Linked DNA regions of Pan troglodytes: region 1 is linked to region 2. Evidence: chromatin contacts called from public HiChIP or PLAC-seq data. All regions are on one chromosome and are shown on one strand. The core of a region is the stretch at or near the end of the contact, and the rest is flanking DNA. Distances in the headings are between cores, read along the strand shown. Region 1 holds the start of DNAJB5 (DnaJ heat shock protein family (Hsp40) member B5). Region 2 holds the start of PIGO (phosphatidylinositol glycan anchor biosynthesis class O).

Region 1 (4,906 bases), core at 1,445-3,944, 110 kb after region 2:
CAATTGGGCACTAACCAACCACCATTTCCTTAATACCTCTCCTAGCCCCACCCCATGCCCCCAGTCCACCCTGTGGTTTAGGATCTGGCCCATCGTCAGACCCATATTCCTCTGAGTCCCTTTTAAGGTGGGTGCAGGAGCATTTGTTATAAGAGAAACGTACAACCCGAATTCTTCCATTCCAGTCTCCCTCTATCGGTGTGTCTGTGGTGGATATCAGGGGAAGGGGGACTTTCCTGTAGCTAGAGCTCTCTGGGGGATGGCCAGAAGCCATTCTCAGCCCTTCTGAGACTTGGTCAACCCCTGCCAAAGCCAGGAGAACCAGAGTCTTTCTAGCAATGTCCTAGGCTGGCAGCCACAGCTGAGACCTGCCTTTCTGCCTCTGACTGCTTCACAGCAGGGAGGTGTACAGGGTGTCCTTGCAGGAGTGAGGGCTGTAACCGGGTAAGGGGGAGGCGCCCAAGGCCCTAGGTGGGCAGGGACAATGGCCCTCACTGCTGCCCCCACAGGCCCTGCTGCAGGTGGCTGGGTTGACTCATGGTTCTGGGAGTCACCTTTCTCTGACGAAGAAAAGTCTCCACAAAGGCGGGTACTCCCCCATTGCCCCCCACCAGCATGTCACGTCTGTGGGGGAGACGGGGTGGGGGGTGGGGTTGGGAGAGGCAGAGAAGAAAGAGCACCTCGTTGGGGGGGGGCAGCCGTTTTCGGAAATGGCAGCAAAAGCCGTCTGAGAGGGAGCGGGGGGGGGGGGGTGGTCTGCCATTTCTGCCTCAACTCACACCTTCTTTCCCCTGGGACTGGGAAAGAACCCTAGCACACCAAGAGGGTGCCCCTAGAGAACGAGAGCAGCTTCCAGGCAGAGGGCCAGTGGAACGGCTCACCAGCCACCCACCTCCTTTTGGTGTCCCTGCATTACCTCCACACCCGGCCAGCTTCCTCCCTGGTACCCACCTGCTAGCTGCTCTAGGCCCATACATCTCTTGCCTCCGCAGACACAGGGCAAGCTCTTTCAGGATCTGCCTCCTTTTTCTCTTTCTGCTTTCCTCCCTCCTTCCCTTCCCCCCTACCCACAGGCCACGTGTTGGAATGACAAAGGAGCCCCATGGCATGGCACTGCCTTTGATGGAGAAGAATGAGGAGGATGTTAAGGTAGAGGCAGGAAGGAAAAATGGGGAGAAAATGGCGAGGGGGACTGTTGAGGTACAGGGAGGGGAGATGGCTGATACAGAAAATGAGGTACTGATGGAGGGGGATGAGTGACAGATGGAAATGGCTGAGGTGGAAAATGGGTTAATGATGGGTTGAAAGGGAGGAATGTCGAGAGTTGAAATAATGGAGGAAATGTCTGTGGAAAATGGATACCTGAAGGGTTTGAGAAAAGAAGAGGAATGATAAGGGGTGCAATTCATTCAAATATGTGGGTGAGGCCGGAGGGGGGTTCCTGTATGTCACAGAGGGGATGAGGATGAGGTGGAGGAAGCAGGAAGGCAATGGAGGGGATGGCCGCGTGGAGGGTTTGACTGGGTATGGGTATGAGTGCCCTTCTCCGGAGGGACTTACCGAAACTTTACAAACCCATTCAGCGTCCACGCTCGAAGTTTTAAGGGCTCCAGCTGAATTTTAAACATCAAGCTGGCTAAGAAGTCTTCTCCCCAGGAGTGTGGGAAGCTCCGGAAAGCTCCTCGGGCCTGCAGTGGGGGTGCTGCTGGGGGTGGGCAGGAGAGCACTGTGCGCTTAAACATGCCCAGCCAAGCCCCTCACCTCTGATCGCTCCACCGGAGCCGGCCTGAAGTGCTGCAGCTCTGGAAGCCACCTCCTTGGACTCTCAGAGGCGCGTGCCCAGCAAGGCCTGTCTGGCGCAGCAGGTGCCGGACCTGATCCCCAAGTGTGGAGAGTGAAGGGAGAAGACCCGCGGCCACCTGCTTTCAGGTGCAGCAGTGTCTGGCTGGCTGTGAGCGGCTGTATGGCAGTGTGTCAGTGAGGCTGGGAGTGCAAGCGTGTGTTTGTGAGTGGCAGCGTGTATACCTGTGACAGGTGTGATTGTGAGGGCCCGAGAGGCAGTGAGCTCCTGTCGCCTCTCACTGGGGAGGACCCGACCCCAATCCCCAAGAACCTACTCAATGAAGTCACTGACGGGAGTCTCCTCCCTCGCAGATGGGCGGGGCAGAGCGGAGCTCGGCCGGGACAAAAGGCGCGGCGAGGAGAGGAGGGGAGGGGGCTCGGGCGGGGGAGGGTGGTCGGTGATGTCACCCGCGCTGGCTGGCTGGTCTGCTCACAGATGCCTCCGCCCCACAGAACCCAATCTGGTCCGGTCCGACTCGACCCTCCCCTCCCCTCCCCTCCCCTCCCCGACTCAGACGCTGGCCGCCCCCTGTGACAGCCAAGCCCGGGTCGAGGACTCCGAGCACCCTGCAGACCCCGGGGCCCCGCATCCCCAAGGCAGCAGAGCCTACGGGCCCTCAGTGTCCCAACCCCCCGACACCAGGAGCCCTGGCTTCACGACGCCCCGCTCCCGGGACCCCCGAGTCCTGGCTCGGCGCCCTCACCGGTGAGGAGCTGCGGGCGCCGCCGTGGTCCGTGAGACAGCCGCTGCCCCCTCCCCCGGCTCCGGCTCCGCCGCCTCCACCCGGGACAGGAGTCGCCTGCCCGCCGGCCGCCGACAGCGGGACCGGGAGCCCGCCCCCACGGCTCCGCCTCCGCGCCGCCCATTGAACCGCCTTCCTGTCACTCAGCTCAGCCTCTACTGTGATTGGGCAGTTTTCAACAAGCGGCTTGGTGATAGCCGCCCATCCTCCGCCCCTGTCACCCGGCCACACGCGCACACATTCCAGGCAGTGATTGGTGTGGATCTGATTGGCGCCCTCTGGGATCACTCAACCACGCCTCTTTGCCATCTTGTCGTGCCATTGGTGAAAAAGACAGAGGGCGGCAACCTCGCGCGCCCTTTGATTTTATTGGTTCGTGCCTGAGACTCAGACCCGAGCCCGGGGGCAAACTATATTAGTCCAATCTCCGGGTTGAGAAGGTGGGACGTACTGGCCACTGCTCGAATCCCAGGAGAACCTTCTGGAACCCTTGCGACGTCAAAGGCAGCCTTAAAGGAAAACTGTACCCACCAGTTGGCCGTGCGGCCGTGCATTCTTTCCTTTCTTCATTGGGGGGCAAGGGGGAGAGAACAGTGCACTCTGGGAGGTGTAGTCCCTGGACCGGGGCCAAAAGGTCAGCACTTCTTACTCGCCTTTCAGCCAACGGTGTAACCACCTCAAGCTGACCTCATTTAGCTTTACCTTATCCTGACCCCGCGGTGGCCTGATGTGACCTAACGGAATCTCTAACAGACCCCACGGATGCCGGGTTTCAGAGCCCCCCGGACCTCTCCCCCGAGGGAAACGCATGGCTCTGCCCAGGCCGGTGCCTCCAGGAATCTCCCCCGCCCACCCTCTGTACAGCCCCTCATCCTCGCGCCCCTCTTCAGCGACCCCGCGGTCCCCATTTCAGTCCCCCTTCTAATCAGTCTCTCATCCTGCTTCCCCCTGGAATGCCTGTGTTTTAGCCCTTTCCTTCTTGGCCCTCGATGATCTGTCTTCCTTCCCGCAGTGATCCGTTTTGTCTTATTCTTGGTTCTTTCTTTACACCGCGATCTCCTATCCTAGCTCTCCCCTTTCATCTTTCATCTCACTCCCCAAGATCCCCTTCCTTAACACCCTCAGAATCTCTAGTCTCCCCCACCCCCCATTAAGTCATTAGATCTCAGCCCCAGTGTCCCCGATGCAGGGAGCAGGCGGGGCTGCGGAGGCGGTCGCCAGCGGAAGCCGCCACTCGAGCAGACACGGTGCCTGGCGCCCACGTCACTGTCTCCCAGGCCCATCTGTGCTCGAGGGAGCGGGGGTGGGGAGGGAGTAATTTGGGGGTGAAGTGGGGGAGGGGAGTGCTGGGGGGTTGATGATAAAAGAAGGGTCAGGCCAGAAGCTCTCCTTTACTTCTTTCTTTCCTATTTTCCAGAGACAGAGTTTGGACACCCATGAGGTCTTGCTAGAAACTGCGGCTTGAGTACCTGGGCCAAGAGCAGAGCAAGGGGGTGGGGGGGGTGCCAGGGTCCTGGGGTCATGTCTGTAGATTCTTCACTACCTACCTTCATGCCAGGAGTCACTATGGGGCTCCCAAGGGTAAAGGGGCATGAGGTGTGAAGGAAGAAAGAGACTTGGGGTGAGAGGAGGATGGAAAGGAAGTGGGGTTGGGGGCCAGGAGGGGAGCAGAGATGGGTGATGAATGTGGGGAAACGAGGAGCATGAGGAATTTGAGGAAATGGGGTTGAGGGAGGGGAGGTAGGGAGAGGGGGTGGTGAGAGGATGGTGAGATGGGGTGAGGGGGATGAGGGGGAGGGGCATGGGGCAGATGAGCCATAGGGTGGGAGTAAGGAGGGCAGAGGAAAGGAGGGCTGGGGAGGGGAGGAAAGGCAGGGTGGGGGATAAGGAAAGAAGGGCTGCGGAGGGGCAGGAAGGCAGGGTGAGGGATGAGGAAAGAAGGGGTGAGTAATGAAAGGATGAGGCACAGAGATGGGGTGAGGAGGAGTGAGGAAGGGGGAGGGGAGGGAGGAGGGATGGACATCTCTGTGTGACACAGAGATGGGTAAGGTGGGGTGAGGGGCCCTGCACCGCTGCTGGCTCCTCAGATCTGGGGGCTCTCACTCTTCCACCTCCAGACCCGTGGGGCCCAGGCTGTGGGTGGCTCTACTTCTTCCTATTCCAGTTCTGTCTCTTTTGCCTCCCCCAGCCTTGCCTGTGCCAACACGGAGGCAGAGAGTTTAGTCACCAGCCTTTACCTGGCCCCTGCTAATGCTAAAGTGTAGGCTCGGACCTTTGAGGGTGCAGGACTGTGCCTTCAGGTGTTGGTGGCACGGACTCCA
Region 2 (4,744 bases), core at 1,342-3,841:
TAGCTGGGCGTGGTAGCATGTGCGGGTAGTCCCAGTTGCTTGGGAGGCTGAGGCAGGAGAATTGCATGAACCTGGGAGGTGGAGGCTGCAGTGAGCCGTGATCACGCCATTGCACTCCAGCCTGGCAACAGTGAGACACTCTCTTAAAAAAAAAAAAAAGTGATAAATGCTGTGGTAGAGGAAAGTTCTGGCTGAGGGATCTTGGTGGGAAGAGCATATCAGCTTATGAGTAGCAGCATTGCTGACTGCCACTGAACTCAGGCTGGAAAAGTTAGCAAGTTTTCACCAAGTCAGGTCCTGGACTAGAATAAACAAAGGCTCACTGCTTGAGAGAAGTTGGCTGAAGGGTATAGTGTTAAGGGGGATGTGACTACATGGCAAGGGCCAAGTCACAAGGAATGAGATTCTTGTTGAAGGGGTTGGACATTATCCCTAGGGTAATAGGGTTTTTTTGTTTGTTTGTTTGAGACAGCGTCTCCCTCTGTTGTCCAGGCTGGAGTGCAATGGCATGATCTCGGCTCACTGCAACCTCCGCCCCCCGGGTTCAAGCAATTCTGCCTCAGCCTCCTTAGTAGCTGGGATTACAGGCATGCGCCACCATACCTGGCTAATTTTTTTGTTTTTTGTAGAGACAGGGTTTCACCATGTTGGTCAGGCTGATCTCGAACTCCAGACCTCATGATCTGCCCGCCTGAACCTCCCAAAGTGCTGGGATTACAGGCGTGAGCCACTGTGCCCGGCCTATGAAGGGTTTTTTTTCCCTTCCCATGAAGAATTTTAAGATAAAACATCACATTGGCCAGGCACGGTGACTCATACCTGTGATCCCAGCACTTTGGGAGGCTGAGGTGGGAAGATCACTTGAGCCCAGGAGTTGACCAGCCTGGGCAACATGGTAAGACCCTATCTCTACAAAAAAGAAAAAAAGAACAGTAATCACATTAATGTTTTAGTTAGAGCTGTCTTGCTGCAATGTGGAGAAGGGATAGTAGGGAGACACAGGAGGCTGGGAGGACAGGGAGAAGGCTGCCTCAGTGATCCTAGAGAAGGGATGAGGTCTGAACTGAGATAAGGGGCTATGGGGATGAAGGTGGAAGAATAACTCAACTTTTTTTAAAAATTAACATATTCCTTTATTCGTTTGGTCAGTATGTGAACCTCAAATATATGCTAGGTGCTGAGGATATCATAATGAAGAAAACAGAATTCCCTGACCTCAATGAGCTCACATTCTACTCGGAGGGGACAAACCATAAATACGTGTAGAATTTCAGATGCTGATGAGTTGTGCTATGGAAGAAATTAAGGAAGTGAGGGGAAATTTTTCCAGGGGGTGTGGTGGTGGGAGGTGCTGAACTAGTAAAGTAGGGGATTGCAGGAAGCCTTGCTGATGTTACAGTTGAGCTTCAATATGAAGGTGATGGAGATCCATTTCGGTATCGGGAACTGAAGCTGACACAGGAGATGGCAAATGCAAAGGTCCTGAGGCAGAACTGCTGTGGATGGAACAGAGTTAGGGAAGCAAAGAAGTGGCAGCTAGATGAATCAGAAGGGGAAGAGGCAGATAGTGTGCAGGGCCATGTAGAGCCAATGCAAGAACTTTTACTCTGAGATGAGAAACCAGTGGACGGGTTTTGTTTCTTTTTGAGACAGAGTCTCGCTCTGTCGCCTAGGCTGGAGTGCGGTAGCACGATCTCAGCTCACTGTAGCCTCTGCCTCCTGGCTTCAAGCAATTCTCCAGTCTCAGCCTCCTCAGTAGCTGGGACTACAGGTACACATCACCACGCCTGGCTAAATTTTGTAATTTTTAGTAGAGTTGGGGTTTCAGCATGTTGGCCAGGCTGGTCTCCAATTCCTGACTTCAACTGATTCTCCAGCCTCAGCCTCCCAAATTGCTGGGCTTACAGGTGTGAGTCATCGTGCCTGGCATTTTTTTTTTTTTTTTGAGAGGGAGTCTTGCTCTGTTGCCCAGGCTGGAGTGCAGTGGTGCAATCTCGGCTCACTGCAACCTCCGCCTCCCGGGGTCGAGTGATTCTCCTGCCTCAGCCTCCCAGGTATCTGGGATCACAGGCGCCCGCCACCACTCCCGGGTAACTTTTGTATTTTCAGTAGAGACGGCGTTTCGTCATATTGGCTGGGCTGGTCTTGAACTCCTGACCTTAGGTGATCCACCTGCCTTGACCTCCCAAAGTGCTGGGATTACAGGTGTGAACCACTGGGCCCAGCCTCCCCTCCTCCACTCCGAAGGATTATTTGCTTAATTATTCAGTCGTAAGATTTAGTTACAGGCTTTGAAAGGAGGAGTAATGAAATCTCAGTTGGACTCAGCTAAGCAAAAAGGGGAAAATAAGTATTATCTCCATTTTACAGATGAGGTAATGCCTAATAATGACAATATGTGCGGCCAAGCTAGGATTCAAGTCAAGTTTGACTCCAGCAGCCGTGCTCTTAGTCGTAACCATGAATGGACAGTGGTTCCCTGAACTCTTCCTCCAGCTTGGTCCCCTGTCCCCAATTTTCAATTACTAAATATCCCATCAAACTGGGGCCAGCCCCACGCTCCTGGCCAAACTTCCACCGAGGTGCCGGCAGATGGCGATGGAGCCACCGACGTGCCACTCTGTCTGGCGCACGCATCTCTGTGCTGCCAGGTCGCAGGCGCCGCCGCCGCCGCACTTCCGGGTGCCATTGCAGGTGAGCCAGGGTCTCCCGAGAACCTCACCCCCGGGTATTCCCCCACCCTGAAGTAAGGGAGTCTCCCTCTTCCCCTCAGCTCCTAACCAAGGTGCTCAGTACCGCGGCTAGGGTGCCCAGCGGGAGGCTGGGTAGTTACCGGAGGAGGCAGAGCCGGTCGCACGCCTGGGTCCCAGCGGAGGCCCAGTCGACTCTCGACCCGCGCCCCAGCCTCTTTGCGTGGCGAAGGTCGTGCCTCAGGTCTCCTGGCGAACCTGGCCGCCCGGAAGCGGAGAGTGACTCCTCCCCTTCGTCCCCTCGGTGCCCGCCAGGCGGCGCCGTCGGCTGGGCCCGGATTCCCCTGCGGCTTCGATCCCTTTCCACTGGGTATTGAGATTGGCGAGGGGAGAGGCGCAGAAACGGCCTGTAAGAGAGCCTGACTACCAATTGGAATAAGTTTCCCTCCTGACTGTGTGTTTTCAGCATTAGCATTTCCTGCCTGTACATGTGAACGTTCCTATGCTCTACCCCTCGAAGATCCTGATTCAGTAGATCTGGGGTGGGGCCTCATGAAACGGCGTCTCCCTCTGTTGTCCAGACTCTAGTGCAGTGGTTCAATCTCGGCTCACTGCAACCTCCGCCTCCCCGATTCAAGCGATTCTCCTGCGTCAGCCTCCCCAGTATCTGAGACTACAGGTGCCCGCCACCCATTTTTGTATTTTTAGTAGGGACGGGGTTTCACCATGTTGGCCAGGCTGGCCTCGAACTCCTCACCTTAGGTGATCCGCCCGCCTCGGCCTCCCAAAGTGCTGGGATTACAGGCGTGAGCCACCATGCCCAGCCTGGAAATAGGAGGACAGTAATATTGCGAGGGGTTGGCTGTGAGATGGTTTATCTCCAGGAAGGTTTCCGGGAGGAAGTGATTCTAGCTGGGCTTGTATTCAGGGACCAGAATATCCACTGGTTCTTTGCCCCACAGTAATGAATTTACTTCCCCACCCCTATCAGGATGCAGAAAGCCTCAGTGTTGCTCTTCCTGGCCTGGGTCTGCTTCCTCTTCTACGCTGGCATTGCCCTCTTCACCAGTGGCTTCCTGCTCACCCGTTTGGAGCTCACCAACCATAGCAGCTGCCAAGAGCCCCCAGGCCCTGGGTCCCTGCCATGGGGGAGCCAAGGGAAACCTGGGGCCTGCTGGATGGCTTCCCGATTTTCGCGGGTTGTGTTGGTGCTGATAGATGCTCTGCGATTTGACTTCGCCCAGCCCCAGCACTCACACGTGCCTGGAGAGCCTCCTGTCTCCCTACCCTTCCTGGGCAAACTAAGCTCCTTGCAGAGGATCCTGGAGATTCAGCCCCACCATGCCCGGCTCTACCGATCTCAGGTTGACCCTCCTACCACCACCATGCAGCGCCTCAAGGCCCTCACCACTGGCTCACTGCCTACCTTTATTGATGCTGGTAGTAACTTTGCCAGCCACGCCATAGTGGAAGACAATCTCATTAAGCAGCTTACCAGTGCAGGTCAGTGTGGGCCACTTTGAAGGCCAGAAGTACCTTGGCAAATTTCTTCAAAATTTGAAGTCAGGGAGTCAGACCTTTGGGTGCCCAGATGCACACTTGACTGTGGTGTAGGGGGACAGAGGAGAAGAAAGAGGCCAGGGCCCTGCTGGTAGGGAGCTCAGTTTGGGAGACAGAGGAGAAGGGATCTGGGCTTTGTTCCTATGAAGCTTCTAATCTGAATGGAGTATAAGTTTTATTCTTGGAGACCTCTCAGTAAAAGGGAGAAGGGAAGAAGAGAAGATGTGGATCTTGGCTTGCAAGTGTGGAGAAGAAAGCAGAGAAATACAGGCCCTGTTCATTCACTGACTTGGAAGAAACAGGATACACCCAGGAAAAACAACTCAGTAGAGCTACCCAGAGACAGAACTAGGAGAGCATTTTGTAGGAAGGATAAGTGTGAGGTCTGGGTGGAGTACGGTTATCAGGGAAAGCTTCCTGGTGGAAAATATTAGGCCCTGAAGGATAAGGATTGCTGTATGGAATTGCTGTACTTTAGGTTGCATGGTTGGGAC

Evidence for each region. HiChIP or PLAC-seq counts read pairs in DNA pulled down with a chosen protein or histone mark.
Region 1: a contact with region 2 is called in an H3K4me3 HiChIP or PLAC-seq map of stem cell-derived excitatory neurons, with 2.5 times the contacts expected there. The contact joins the promoter of DNAJB5 here to the promoter of PIGO in region 2. A contact is called at or near these places in 1 of 7 Hi-C or Micro-C datasets (stem cell-derived neural progenitor cells) and 1 of 1 datasets of contacts at active chromatin or transcription factors (stem cell-derived excitatory neurons).

What each region holds. Positions count from the first base shown.
Region 1 is chr11:80,997,805-81,002,710 of NHGRI_mPanTro3-v2.0_pri, forward strand. It overlaps DNAJB5 (DnaJ heat shock protein family (Hsp40) member B5), which reads right to left and starts at 2,695. Exons shown (of 4, transcript XM_001164764.6): 1 at 2,547-2,695.
Region 2 is chr11:80,887,324-80,892,067 of NHGRI_mPanTro3-v2.0_pri, forward strand. PIGO (phosphatidylinositol glycan anchor biosynthesis class O) reads left to right here and starts at 2,592. Exons shown (of 11, transcript XR_010148958.1): 1 at 2,592-2,694; 2 at 3,682-4,193.